Linked DNA regions of Hordeum vulgare: region 2 is linked to region 1. A link is a contact called in public Hi-C data. All regions are on one chromosome and are shown on one strand. Each heading gives the region's core, a stretch centred on a gene start, on an enhancer-like site or on the middle of the called end of the contact. The rest is flanking DNA. Distances are from core to core; before and after follow the strand shown.

Region 1 (3,351 bases), core at 125-2,624:
CCTTCCTTCTCATCATCGTCGCCCGGTTTGTCCTCCTTGTCACGGAAGAGTCTCTTCAACAAACCGTCCGAGCTAGGTGTGAGCTCCATGTCCTCCTCCTTGCTGTCCCTAAGCAACCTACGGAAGAGACCATCTTTATCCCCTTCTTCCTCATCATTCTCTTTCTCCTTGCTATCCTTAAGCAACCTTTTAAAAAAACCTTCCTTGTCTCCATCATCCTCCTCCTTATCCTTGCTGTCTCTAAGCAACCTCTTAAAGAACCCATCCTTATCCTGCTCCTCGTCCTTCTCCATAGACCGCTTAAAGAAGGCCTTTGGCCCGATGCTCAATCGCCTAAGCAGCTTGTTGTCCTCCGAAGATGGTGTTACTGGCTGCTTCCCTTTGCTGACTCCAGCGTCCTCAGCAGCAGCCACATTGGTGCCGCTTGGAGGGGGGCTCAATCCAAGAGAGGGCGACGAGGCAAGGGACATCAGTCGCTGCTTCGACGAGCGTATCCTGCTGAGCATGGGATTGCCACGTGGGCTGGCAATAGGGGATAGCGGCGCAGGTCGGACTAGCGGTGGCCACTCGCCCTGCACGGTGGCTGCAGCCTGGCACTGCTCCTGCACCTTATCGATCCCATCCAGATCCTCGGTCTCCTCTAGCTCAAGTTCAGCAGCGAGGATCCAATGCACCTTGAGCGCGATGCGCAGGGACTTGGCACAGGTGTCGATGACGAAGCGATCGAGGGAGGGGCTGGGCTTGTGCACGAGCATGTAACAGACCTGGAAGAGGTAGGCTTCGAGGCCCGAGAGCGGGAGCGTGTACATCCGGTTGCAGAGGTAGTCGCGCACGCCGGCGTGGTCGTGCTTGTAGAGGTAGCTGACGGCGATCCACTCGCAGAAGAAAGCCGAGTCGAAGAAGCGGACGAGCCAGCCGCTGCTCCCCACAGGGGGCGCCGCATCTCCGCCGGAGGCCGTGATCTCTCGCGGCGACTCCTCAGGCCCGAAGCTGAGGCCCCGCAGCCCGAGAAGCCGCACCATGGCTGCGGGCTTCTCCTTGTCCCACCGAAACCAACCGTCACTGGAGCCCTCCTCCAGTGACCACCATCGCTCGCAGCACACGGGGCAGCTCGATCCAGAACCGCGGCCGCTCCCCCAAATCTCAATCCAGAGCTGGCTTTGGGGCTGTACCCAATCCAAACCCTAGCCCCCCGAACGGACGGCGAGATCGCGCACGCAGCTCGGTGCGAGGGCCTGCAAACCCTAGCTAGCTGCCTAGTAGCTCCGGAATCGAGCCGCGCGCCGAGGGATCTTGGAATTGGGGAGGGAATTGGGAGCGGGGAAGCGTGGCGAGGGATCTTGGAATTGGGGAGGACTCGGGGGTGGGGGGGTGGGGGTTGGGGTTGATTCGATTTGAAATGTCGCAGCGTTTTCGTCGCTGTTTCTGAGGACTCTGGTTTGAATTTTATTTTTTCTTTTTATTAATTTCTTTCGGTTTTCTTCTCCGGCGTGGTGTCCGTGGTGGCGACGGCGTGGAATGTGAAGCGGAGAGCCCGGAGCAGGTGGGGGCGGCGATGGCCGCGAGCGAATCCTCTGCGCTGCTGCCACTTTGTTGCACAGCCTGTGCCGTTCTCTCCGCCAGGGCTAGTGCCGTTCTCTCCGCGATGCCTACGAGCGTCTTAGGATGCCATTTTGTTTAACTTGCAATCATCTGTCTTTTCATATAAAAGAAAAAAAATCGGTAACGGACCGAAAACCGATAGAAGAATGACTTACACACCGACCCCGAGGCCGTGCATATAACGAGCCGCCAACTCCGTCGCCCGAGCAATCGAAATCAACACCCTACAACCATTTTCGGAGCCGCAGCTCCGACTTACAACCAATAAGAACACACGCCGACCCCCAAGGTCGCGCTCCGGGCGAGCCGTCCGCTTCGTCACCCGAGCAACTTGCAGTCATTTGTGACCGGTTCATTTGACACGTGCATTATAACTTAATCAAATCAAATTGACTTTTTTCTAAAACAACATCATATATTAACTGCTTTATATTAAATTATTACTTACCAAAACATCAATTTATTATTAACTCAATCAAATCGGCTCTTTCCTGAAACAACGTCATACATTAATTTCTCCAAATCAAATCATTACTTATAAAAACATCAACCTACTATTAACTCAATCAAATCATCTCTTTCCTAAAACAACGTCATACATTAATTTGTCCAAATCAAATCATTACTTACCAAAACATCAGTCTGCTATTATTTTTCTACTCATAAAAGGGTAGTTCCTACATCGTCCGTGAGTCCCCGCACTAACATCGATCGAAGGAATCGGTCAACCCACCCTCATCGACTTTTCTATGTACAAAACACACCCACACAAACCGGTTTTGAAACGGTTTTGATCTCTTTCCCTCAATCGCTCCCTCTCCATTCATGATCTCCTTTCTGGTTTTGATTTCTTCTTTCCTTCATGGTCTTTTGTTTCCTTTCAAATCGACCTTAGTCTCACCTAGAACTGGTATAAGTGCTTATTCAACGTGTCTCGTCCGCGCTAGAGCTCCCTTAAGATGGGTGCACACAGGGTGCGCATCAGTATCCCCATGATCGTGCTTGTGGATGTCGTAAAGATCCACCTCTCCATCGATCGCGCCGAAGAGTTTGACTAAGAGCTCAACCTCGTCAAGGGACACGGTTGCTAGCTTTGATATGTCTCCACCATATCTATATTTTTTATTGTTTCATACTATTATATTATCAATTTTGGATGATTTATATGCACTTATATGTTGTTTGATATTATTTTTAAGAACTTACCTATTAACTCAGTGTGAAGTGTTAGTTGTTGTTTTCTACATGTTTTTGGCTTTTCACAAAACAAGTACCGAAGGGAGTCCAAACGCTATGAAATTTTTTGACAATTTTTTTCTCGACAAAAGAGGACCTGGAAGTTTCGGAAGGAGGCCAGAAGTTGCACGAGGAGACGACAAGGCAATAGGACGCGCACTGTTACCTCGTGGGCCCCTCGGAGGTCTATCTGACCTAATTCCACGTCTATAAATTCTCAAATATTAGGAAAACATCAGAGAACCCCCCAAAACACTTCTTCTGTCACCGCAAATCTCTTTTCCGATGGGAGGTCATCTCGAGACCTTTTTAGGTGTCCTGTCGGAGGGGGAATCAAACACGGAGGCCATCTACATCAACCTTGTTGCCTCCATGATGTTGTGTGAATAGTCCATCCCAGACCTATGGGTCCATAGTTAGTACTTAGATGGCTTCTCCTCTCTCTTTGATCTTCAATACAAAGTTCACCGCGATTATTGCGGTGATCTATTCGATGTAATCTTCTTTGTGGTG
Region 2 (3,616 bases), core at 868-3,367, 290 kb before region 1:
GCCAGTAAGCAATAACAAACTCCTGAGATCTTCACAGGAAACGAAATGCACCAAAACACTATCCAGTACTGGTTTTACCAGCAGAACTTCTTTTTTTTTGCAACGTTTTTACCAGCAGAACTGCTAAGTGTCCAAATTGTTACATCAACATGACCTTCCTTTCTTAAAGAATAAATACGCAAAATTTTCTAGTATTTTCATTTTTTAATAAATCTGCAAGGAAGAGAGCCCTACATTATACACAGGAACTTAAATTCATGTCCATAAGTACTTGAACCTAGGTCGTGGGTTGTGCATCCACTCTCCTAACAAAATGAGCTACGCGCTAGGTTCACTTGATTGCTAGTATTTTCTTACCTGTGCGAGGAGGAGAGAATTGAGGAAGAACTCAGTAGGGAGCTCATCATCCTGCGCAGGCTTCTTTGGGTCGGCCTTGAAAGCATAGAGGGGAAGCTTGGAAGCTGAAGTGTTTATGGAAAAAGAATGGTTAATTAGTAAAGGATGCTTAAATCTGTAACTTTGTGGCAACAGAAAAAAGGTTCAGAACTCTGTTTCAGTTGTCTAATTTAAAACAAACTCTGATTCGACTAATGGGACAACGAGAAATTCATACTACTAAACATAGCTAGATATAGCAGAAGAAGCTCATACATTCCGTATAATCAGTAGTCAGTCCGGTTGGTAAGTCGGGCATCAACTTTTAGAACTTCGATTTGACTGATAAAAGTACAAAACATGTGTAATATGCCACACAAAATATATGTGTACAAACTTCACTGAACCTCGAATCCATAAGATATAATTTACGAGACATACTCCCTCCGTTCCTAAATATAAGTCTTTTTAAAGGTTTCACTAGAGGACTACATAGAGAATAAAATGAGTGTATCTACACTTTAAAATATGTCCATATACATTTGTATGTAGTCTCCTAGTGAAACCTCTAAAAAAACTTATATTTAGAAACGGAGGGAGTATAACACATGTTTTGGTACTCCCTCCGTCCCGGTGTATAAGTCATTCGCGTAGTTCTAGGTCACCGATTTGAGGAATTAAATATGTGGTATATGTCATGAAAAGTATATCACTAGATTTCTACACGGATGCAGTTTCTAAATATATATATTTTGTCACATATGATACATATTTAGATAGTTAAATTGTCGATCTAGAACTACACGAATGACTTATACGGAGGTAGTACTTAAATTGGAGACTTATAAACCCAACCAAAGATAGTAGGAGTGGTAGTAGTAGTATTTTACTGTATAAACGAAAAGAAATGAAAAACTTTTGCACCGGAGGAAACAAAATAAACCTAAAATCAGACTAATTGAACATTTTATTCACAAGTTTTCGACTATGCCAACAAATTCGAGGATAAAATGAGCTGAGCTGCAACTCCCAATGGAAACTAGATGAGAATTAGGCATGAGAGGTGATAATACGCACCAGGCAAGCAGCAATCCCCGAGGCAGTTCCTGCCGCAGCCCCCGGCTCCTTCCTCCTGGTAGTTGGACAGCACCGTCGCAACCCTCTTAATCGTCAGCTTCACCTCCATCTCCTCCCGCCTCCTCTGCTGTCTCTACCGTCTACTGGGTGTTGTTAACGACGACTTAGCGTGGGTTAGCGGGTCAGCGCCGGTGCGCAATCAGAGAAGGATGCGACCGCCGCCGGCGAGGAAGAGGAGGTCGGAGGGGCTGCCCCCGGCCGAGGGGAGTGCTCCGCGTCCTCCGTGCGGCTCCACCTGCGCAGCGGGGGCGCCGCGCGCGGGGTCCGCGGTGGCAGCCGTGATGCCCGGCGAGACAACACGGAGGGCGGGAGGGGGAGGCTGGCGCCGAGCGTCCCGGAAGGTCACGGAGGGCTCCAAGGGGAGGAAGGGGGGATTCCCTGCCCGGCTGCCCGCGTCCCTTCGGGGACGACGGCGTGCGGCGTGGGCGGCGGGGTGGTGGGTTTGTGGCTGGGCTGCGTCGGCGTGGCAGCGGAGGCCGGGGGATGGGGCGGCCTTAAATAGAGGGGGCGGAGCAGCGGGGGGTGAGGCTGGGGAGGGAAGGTTTGTGCGGTGGACGCCGCGGCTGTGTGGCGCTGCTTTCGCCGCCCGCGATCGCGCGGCTGTTTTGCTGCCTGGATCGTCCACCGCTCGCCCCTCCCACGGAACGGAACACAGGCTCCGCTGTTGCTGACTAGGACGTGTCCCTGTGTACTGTATCTATATGGGGTCCGTCCCGGAAGTATGGGTTGGATGGATACCGACGGATTCGTACACGCCTACTCTTTCGTTTTTTCTTTATAGAGATCACTGATCTTAAGAAAACGTAAAGAAAAGCATATGTGTTATATCTTGTATCTGTTTTTTTAGGTTAAAGCTATTTCAACCGGGCAATTTAAATGCACACACGTTTTGTTTATTTTTTGTTCGTTTGGATCCTTAAATGTGTTAGTTATGCGTCCAACGAAACGATCCATTTTTCGTCCATACACCACACTTCTTTATGTAAAAAAAGGCCCGTGACCACAAGTTCTTCCTCCTCAACGATTGAACAATGCACTACTCATGCGTCGGAACCTTCTTCTGCTTGGTTGGCGTCGGCCCTTTGCGTGCGCCGTGGGGATTAACTACTGTGGCGGGGACGGGACCGACAAAGGCAGGGGAGGCAAGGCCGGCGACGGCGTCGAGGGTCGGCGCGTCGTCGTCCATGGTGCACTCTCGAGTGGGCGGGGGGGGGGGGGGGGGGAATTAGAGGGAAATGGTGGTGTTTTGCCACGGACAGACGGGCTAGGGGAGGAGAAGGGCGAGCGTCGCGCGCGTCCATCCCGTGTCCGCGTCAACGCAAATCCGGCCCAAATTTAAGCCTGCAATGGGTCTCGGACGGATAAAAAACGGGATCACATCCATTTAGGTTCGCACGTCGGGCTGAGATTTATGTCTACGATGACCCAAACCGACACGCACGGACTACGAAATGGATCATCCGGTTAGGGTTGCTCTTATATATCTTGTGTCTACTTTTGCGTCTCCCTCTTACTTTTATCTCTACTTTTGTTTTGCGTGTCATGATGGTATCAACATGTTATCAGCACGAAGCATCCTGGATGTATGAATGAGAACCGCGGCAACCAATAGTGGATCCATAAATTGAACTTAACCGTGACGAAACAATGAAGGCCTAGATTTTTTAATGTATGAATGCAAGTATGACCAATCAGAACTCACAAAATTCAAATACAAAGCTATATGCACTAAGAATTTAACAAAACTAATGGTTCAAACTGTTTGTCCTTGCAAACTACACCTTTTCATTTGCGCGAGCACAATGTGTGTCGTTGCTGCCACCCACTCACGCCACACTAGGCATTATGCCGACACTGCCTCTTTTCGTTTTGCAATTGGCCAGGTGTCGGGCAGCCGATGAGGTGGAGTTTGTGTTCGATAGATGACGACGGAGGTAGTGGACGTGGGTGATGGCTAGGTTAGGACTACTTGAACCTCGTCAAGTGGTCATGACAATTTTTTGCTTCAGCCGCATCCCGAAGGTGGTGCGGTTTATCTAGCACCCCATCGCAAGGGCATCCGCATGGATCATGGGAGATTGTCAGAGGTGCCTCTTGCCCCGTG

What was found. Hi-C and Micro-C count contacts between places; a contact is called where the count stands out from the background.
Region 2: a Hi-C map of seedling shows a contact between it and region 1, with 2.6 times the contacts expected there. The contact joins the promoter of LOC123447890 here to the promoter of LOC123447889 in region 1. A contact is called at or near these places in 3 of 6 Hi-C or Micro-C datasets (leaf and seedling) and 1 of 1 datasets of contacts at active chromatin or transcription factors (embryo).

The regions. Positions count from the first base shown.
Region 1 is chr4H:64,255,532-64,258,882 of MorexV3_pseudomolecules_assembly, reverse strand. It overlaps LOC123447889 (phosphatidylinositol 4-kinase beta 1-like), which reads right to left and starts at 1,374. Exons shown (of 16, transcript XM_045124604.1): 1 at 1-1,374. The coding sequence starts at 1,022.
Region 2 is chr4H:64,546,013-64,549,628 of MorexV3_pseudomolecules_assembly, reverse strand. LOC123447890 (GDP-L-galactose phosphorylase 2-like) reads right to left here and starts at 2,117. Exons shown (of 6, transcript XM_045124605.1): 1 at 1,453-2,117; 2 at 358-461. The coding sequence starts at 1,561.